Linked DNA regions of Hordeum vulgare: region 1 is linked to region 2. Evidence: chromatin contacts called from public Hi-C data. All regions are on one chromosome and are shown on one strand. The core of a region is the stretch at or near the end of the contact, and the rest is flanking DNA. Distances in the headings are between cores, read along the strand shown.

Region 1 (3,216 bases), core at 259-2,758, 290 kb before region 2:
TGGCACTCGCTCGGCAAAGTACGCCATCTTCCTAGAGTACTCCAGGCCGTGCAGCCCCACGTTTTGGGAAGCATTACTGTCCGTCACTAAACCTCTTTCATTTTTACACAAGAGAGTTACTAAAGCTCGCACTAGAGTAGTAGTATAAGTTTAACAATGCTTCACGGCGACCTCACTCCTCCTACATCAGCAACCAATTCGCCAGGGATGATCCCCAAGGCTGTGCGCAGCGAGAAAACAAGATCGGACGACTGAAGAAAGTGAAGGTAAAATTTCTAAAACCTGACGACCGATGGTTTTGGCCACGAAGAGCATATGTAGAGGCTGTCAACACCATTAAAATTGCTGACTTGACGTGAGCAATCGATTTGAAACTCGAAGTTGTTTGCCACTTTATACTCAGTCGCACATAAATGTGTTCTACGAAAAGTAGTTGAAGTTTATTGAACGAGTGCAGAAGTTATGCTCTCGTGCGTGCCAGTCTGTGTGCTGTGCCCCTATGTGTCGGTGACACGACGAGCCCAATTGAGGTAGTACTGCTTTAGAGAACAGCTTGCAAGGGACAAGTGTAGTTAAGGATCGGCAGGTAGGCAGGCTTGGATAGTAGTAATCACAATCTGACACCTGATCACCACAGTGTTAGGAAGCGAAAGAGAAGAGCATCGTGGATGGGAAGGTAGAATAAATCCAAGGGAATGGTCAAGCCGAAGCGAAGATGTTGAGCAGTAGCATGCATGCACATATCGAGACAAAAAGAGTACAGAAAACATGGTGTGCTGTATGGTGAATTTATACCTGGCCGAAGTGGAAGCACTGCGCGACGACGGCGAGCGGCACGGCGACGAAGAGGACGGCGAGCTTGGTGCCGAGGAGGATCTCCTGGAGGTTGGCGAGAACAGGGCGCAGCGAGGCGACGGGCACCTTGCGCACCAGCGTGGCGTCCGACTTCTTCCGCAGCGAGGAGGAGGACATGCCATGCGCCGTCCGGGCGAGGCCGCTGTGGCCGTGCGCGTTCCCGCCGTACCGCGCAGGAAGCCGCCCGGACTCCTTCCTCGTTGGTGCACCGGCCTCCATCGTCACCGCGGAGTGACTATCCATGGCTAAGGTAGATCGATCTGGAGTTGGCTAGTGCGGCGCCACGAGGAGCCTGTTCGGCGCTCTTACGAACCTCGTGATGTGTATTCTACGCGAGGCATGAAGAGGAGTGGAGCACATATTTATGGGGAGAAGGAGCAATTATTCCCACCGGAGAATGAATTATTGACCCCCGTCACTCCATGTTACAGCCAGCCTCCAGCTCCAGCACCACAAGAATAAGATCTCCCTTGATGATCTTCAGAGAAAAATACGAAATTATATTGAGATGCTGAGACTGGTAGATAAGGATTAGAGATATGTATGAGAAGAAGAATAAAAAGGAAAATGATATATGTATATATGATTTAAATGGATGGACGTGTACAGATCAACTAAGAAGGGAAAGGGGATTTTGATCTGCCTTCAATGCCACGATGCCTCCATACACGGTGGTTTTTGCCATAACAGTTATGATTTGCATACAGTGGGGTACAGGGACGGGGGCGAAGCTTCCGCGAAGCTTCCCCCTGCCCTGCATCTGCATTGCAGCATGCCGTGGTACGCTACGCCACGTCCGAATGGCAGGTATGTGTCCGGTTGCACGTTGGCTATTTCAGCCGGGGCATATCCCGCCTGATGCCAACCTTCCGTGGGATCATTTTTACGACCATGGATCGATCCATCATGGGTATCGAATTTCGATTGACTGACCACGATGGCTTGCCCACACTCAATAAACAAAGACCGCGATAGCTAGCTGCGCCGGCAAAATCTTCTCTTCCAGTTCCTGGCCGTACGTACGGACGCGGTGTGTACGCGCTGCTACGGCTTTTTTTTCTTGATTGACGGAAGCACTGCCCATTTTGCTAAGGTAGAAAAACAGAAGTGGTACAAGAGTTTTTTTTTCTTTTTGAAGGAAAATGTAAATACAATTTTTTCTTTAAAGAAATAAATACATTAATATCACGACGATACCAATTACACCTCTCTGATATCGAAAGACATCCAGAAAGTAGTAAATTCGCCGATGATATTCTTCCCCATTTTAAAGGATGCCTCCGGAAATCACGCCCCTCCCCCACCCCAAAGGCGACACTGGGGCGACCGTTCACCGGCAATCCCCAGATGTCACTGGACGCACAATGCCATGCAGCGGGAGTAGAGTTGGGGCAACGCGTCCCTGTGGTCAGTCTCCTCCTCGTCCTATCTCCTTCGCGTGGTCGATCGCCGGATCCTCTCCCTCGAACAGCCGGTTACTGGATCCCACGTACAGGTTCGCCGGAGGGGCGGAAGTGCACCGCCTCTAACATTATCCACGCGTGCAGGAGGGACGCCATGCGGCGGACTGCTAGATCCGATCACAGAGTCGACGGCAAGTGGAGCTGGCTAGTTGCAACACATTCAAAGCCCTAATGACAACACCGAAGCGATCAACTGAATGAGTGTGCCTCACCTCCATTATATATAGGCATTCGGCTCGGGCTCAACTCTTGGGCCTTGCACGGATCCAAAAGCCCATAAGTAATTCCTTCCCTTCAGCGCATGACCCCTTAGATTCTTGTTCACTTGGTCGCGAGTTAGATCATATCTGACTCGGTTAGTCAGTAGCGACCTCTAGCAAAGCATGTCGACTTCAAGTGCCCGATGAAGCTGGTTAGGCGAACTTGTACTTCATACTTCTTTTCCCTTTGCCACACGATGTATGTTGTCGTTCACCAGGCGACATGGTTATCCTTGTTGCAGCACAACCTCTTTCTCGTTCTGGTGAATCCAATCAACACTTCGGATTATCTCATAATCCTCATCGCATGACCATGCTTATCTAGGTCGGATCGCCCGAGGGGCCTAGAGTATATCTCTCCTGACCGGAGGGGCAAATCCCATCTTGCTGGACCATGTCTCGCAGCATGGGTCTGGACAAGCCCGAAACCTACCTTTGTAACTATCCAGTCACGGAGTAGCGTTTGGTCGACCCAAGCCATGTCTATCACCATCCCGAATACATGCACCAGCTCAGGTCGTAGGACATAGAATGTATGTTGTACTAGAGACTCACAGATGACGTATCGCCGTGTCTCATAGTTGGGTTTGTCCAACTCAGGCTTTATCTCTACTCGGGTCCAACTACGTCCAATCCGA
Region 2 (3,559 bases), core at 745-3,244:
TAAGAACACTTTTTTAAAATTATTGTCATATTAGAAGTTTATTATTTTTCCTGGTAACTTTATCATATATAATGACACAATGCAAAGGTTTTCCGTTTTTTTGATTTTTTCATGGCCATTTCGAAATGCAGTCAAAACAGTGGGTATAACCGTTCCTACCTAGTGGTTGAATTTTGGAAAAATTTTGGTGTTTCTTTAATTAAATAGATACCTATCTACCTAGAAATTATTTTAAAAAAATTGTGAGCAAACTATGAGGGAGCTGTAGTTCAAATTTGAACCTCTTTGAGTTAAATCGGCAGAAATTTGTCTTTTGCACGAGAAGCGGATAAAAGCTTTTAACACCCAACTATTTTGTCAATTTTACATTAAATATGTCCTAGTATTTGATAAAAATGATTTGGTCCAATTTTGAAACAAATATATGGTAGGTCCTTCACAAAAAATTCATTTTGGACACTTGAAAAATGGAAAATGATTTTTACATACAAGGAAAATGAAAACTTCCTTAATCAACATTGTTTGCCATTTCAATACGCACCCTTGTGCATAATATTATATCATTTCAACAAACTATGTCATGAATGTGGCCATAAGATTGATCATTTGGTTTGAAAGTCATGAACCTTCACACATGATAACCAATTTCTGAGAACACTTTTTAAAAATAATTGTCATATTACAAGTTTATATTTTTTTTCCTGACAACTTTGTCACATATAATGACACAATTCAAAGGTTTTCCATTTTTTTAATTTTTTTTTGAATTTTTCAGAGCCATTTCAAAATGCGGTCAAAACGACACGTATGACCGTTCCTACCTAATGGTTAAATCTTGGATTTTTTTTATGTTTTTATGATTAAATAAATACTTGTGTACCTAAAAAAGATTTTTGGGAAAAATAGAAAGCAAACTATGAGGCAGCTGCAGTTCAAATTTGACCCGCTTCGAGCTGATACAACAAAAAATCGACTTTTTCACGAGAGGTGGATGAAAGCTTTTTGCACCCAAACATTTGGTCAATTGTACGTTAAATGTGGCCTAATATTTTATAAAATTAGGTTGGTCCAATTTTGCAACAAATATATGGTAGGTCCTTTAAAAAAATCATTTTGGGTACTCAAAAAATGGAAAATGAATTTTCTGTCCAAAGAAAATGAAAAACTTTCTTAGGCAATATTGTTTGCCATTTCAATACGCACCCTTGTGCACAATATGAGATCATTTGAACAAACTATGCAATGAATGTGGCCAAAAGATTGATCATTTGGCTTGAAAGCCATGAATCTTCACACATGATAGCACATTTCTAAGAACAATTCTTAAAACTAATTGCCATATTACAAGTTTATTATTTTACATGGTAACTTTGTAACATATAATGTCACAATGCGAAGATTTCATTTGTTTTTTGAGTTTTAGTGCTTATTTCAAAATGCGGTGAAAACGACGGTATGACCGTTCCTAGCTAGTTGTTGAATCTTGGAAAACTTTTAGTGTTTTTATGATGAAATAGATACTTGTGTGCCTAGAAATGAATTTTGGAAAAAATAAAGAGGAACTATAAGGCAGCTGCAGTTCAAATTTGACCCGCTTCCAATTAAATCGGTGGAAATTTATCTTTTTCACGAGAGGTGAATAAACACTTTTGACACCCAACAATTTAGTCAATTGTATATTAAATATGACCTAGTATTTTAAAAAAATTATTGGGTCCAATTTTGCAACAAGTATATGATAGGTTCTTCACAAAACAACTCATTTTGGACACTCAAAAAATGAAAAATGAATTTTTTGTACAAAGAAAATGCATAGAAGTTGATTATTATCCATAAAATGTGGTATAACTTGAGTGAAAATTTTAGTGGTGGCATTTTGCAAAATATTATTGGTAGTTTCTTCATAAATCTTCATTATTTTTAGCATTTAGAGACTATTTTAGATGACACATGTCTCGACCAATCACCACGTGTACCCCGAATCACCCTCCTGTAGGCAATCTGAGCCGTCCACACTCTACTGATCCAACGTCTCCTCACCTCGCCTACGGGTGCGATGACGAGGAGGACAAGGGGATCTCCTGGCGAAGCTCGGTGTCGGCGGCGGGGAGGCGCCCGGGGATGCAATGGAGCCGGCGGTGCGCGTGGAGCTGGAAGGGCTCGGTGAGGACAACTGCCGGGAGGGGTTGTGCAGGCGACCGTCGCCCCATCCCCTCCGTCCTCTCCTCGAGGCCCAGTTCGAACGGGAGGCCATGGCGGGCCCAGATTCGTGGTGGATCTGGAGGACAAGACCTCGATCCGGAGGCATTTGTCAGCGACGTCGCCGTCCCGGCCGCCACCCCGCGGGTGGGATCCGCCGGCCCCAAATCCGCGTCAGGTAGTACCTTCACCCTGGTTCGTCGCCCGTGGCCGCCGGATCTTCGCTGTTTTGCATGCGTATTTCTCTGCTGCAGCGGTGAGGAGCGTGCGTGTGGCCAGATCGGGCGTGGGCGCGCGTCCCGAAGGGAGGCTGGTGGCGTCCGCTGCCGTTGCAGATGCGTGCTCTGTTCTGTTCTAAGAACTTCTCCTTCGTAATTTTGTTGCTTGTGGGCATCTATTGGTGAACCTAATTGTTCGCTTAATCTTGCATGTGTTTTCATGTGTGCAGACCAAGGCTGATGCGCCAGCAAGCGAGGCGGCATCCAAGTCTGAAGGGTAAGACTGTGCTAGCACACTTGCTCACCTGCCTGATATATGCGCAACTGTGTTCTGAGTGGCCATGATGTATCAGGATCCATGCAAAACTGTCTTGGTGAAAACGGATTCGTGCAAAACTGTCGTGGTGGGCTGTTTAAACTTAATTCAGGAGAAAAGGGCATCATAGGTTCTTAACTAATACTCCCTCAGTCCCAAAATAACTGTCTTAAGCTTAGTACAAATTTGTACTAGAGCTAGTATAAAGTTGAGACACTTATTTTGGGACGGAGGAATATTACTTAAACAAAGGAAGGACGTAGTCAAAGTTAAAAGTTTCATCTACAGTAAGACCAAAGTTACACCGTTTTAGGATAGAAAGCCAGTTCCATTTTTGCTTGAGGGCTTGAGTGTATGCATGTGACTTGAAGTCACATGATATCACAGTTAGATAAGTTTCTTTTTACTGATGGAAAAGATTGTGCTAGTACCAATTTCCTAATATTGTTTTGCTTAATCCTAATAGACAACATACTGGTACTTAACAACATACTAGCACCCCTTAATAATCCTAATAACAAATCAATAAGTAGCCATTGAATTGCAAGCTGAGGTTTGGCACTAATTAAAATTGCTTCGGTTATTTAACAAAGAACATGCGTGTTGACTTATTGCTTCTTTGCCTACTTATTAACAAAATTGAAGATGTATTCTACTGTGAGTCTGTTACTCTATTTCCATGTTTCGAGAAAAACTGACATCCTTGTGATTTGTTAAGCACTTAATCTTTACTTCTTAGATTTTTTAAAGCCTGTTTGGAACAATATTTCACTATTTGTTGTGGGTAAAGTATCAAGTCTACACAAACCCATAGCTAGGGAGTATC

What was found. A called contact is a pair of places that touch in the nucleus more often than the background predicts.
Region 1: a contact with region 2 is called in a Hi-C map of leaf, with 7 times the contacts expected there. The contact joins the promoter of LOC123443724 here to the promoter of LOC123443723 in region 2. A contact is called at or near these places in 2 of 6 Hi-C or Micro-C datasets (both in leaf) and 1 of 1 datasets of contacts at active chromatin or transcription factors (embryo).

Annotation. Positions count from the first base shown.
Region 1 is chr3H:313,924,340-313,927,555 of MorexV3_pseudomolecules_assembly, reverse strand. LOC123443724 (vacuolar cation/proton exchanger 1a-like) reads right to left here and starts at 1,508. Exons shown (of 9, transcript XM_045120228.1): 1 at 796-1,508. The coding sequence starts at 1,098.
Region 2 is chr3H:313,637,475-313,641,033 of MorexV3_pseudomolecules_assembly, reverse strand. It overlaps LOC123443723, which reads left to right and starts at 1,994. Exons shown (of 3, transcript XM_045120225.1): 1 at 1,994-2,377; 2 at 2,454-2,694. The coding sequence starts at 2,127. The coding sequence ends at 2,574.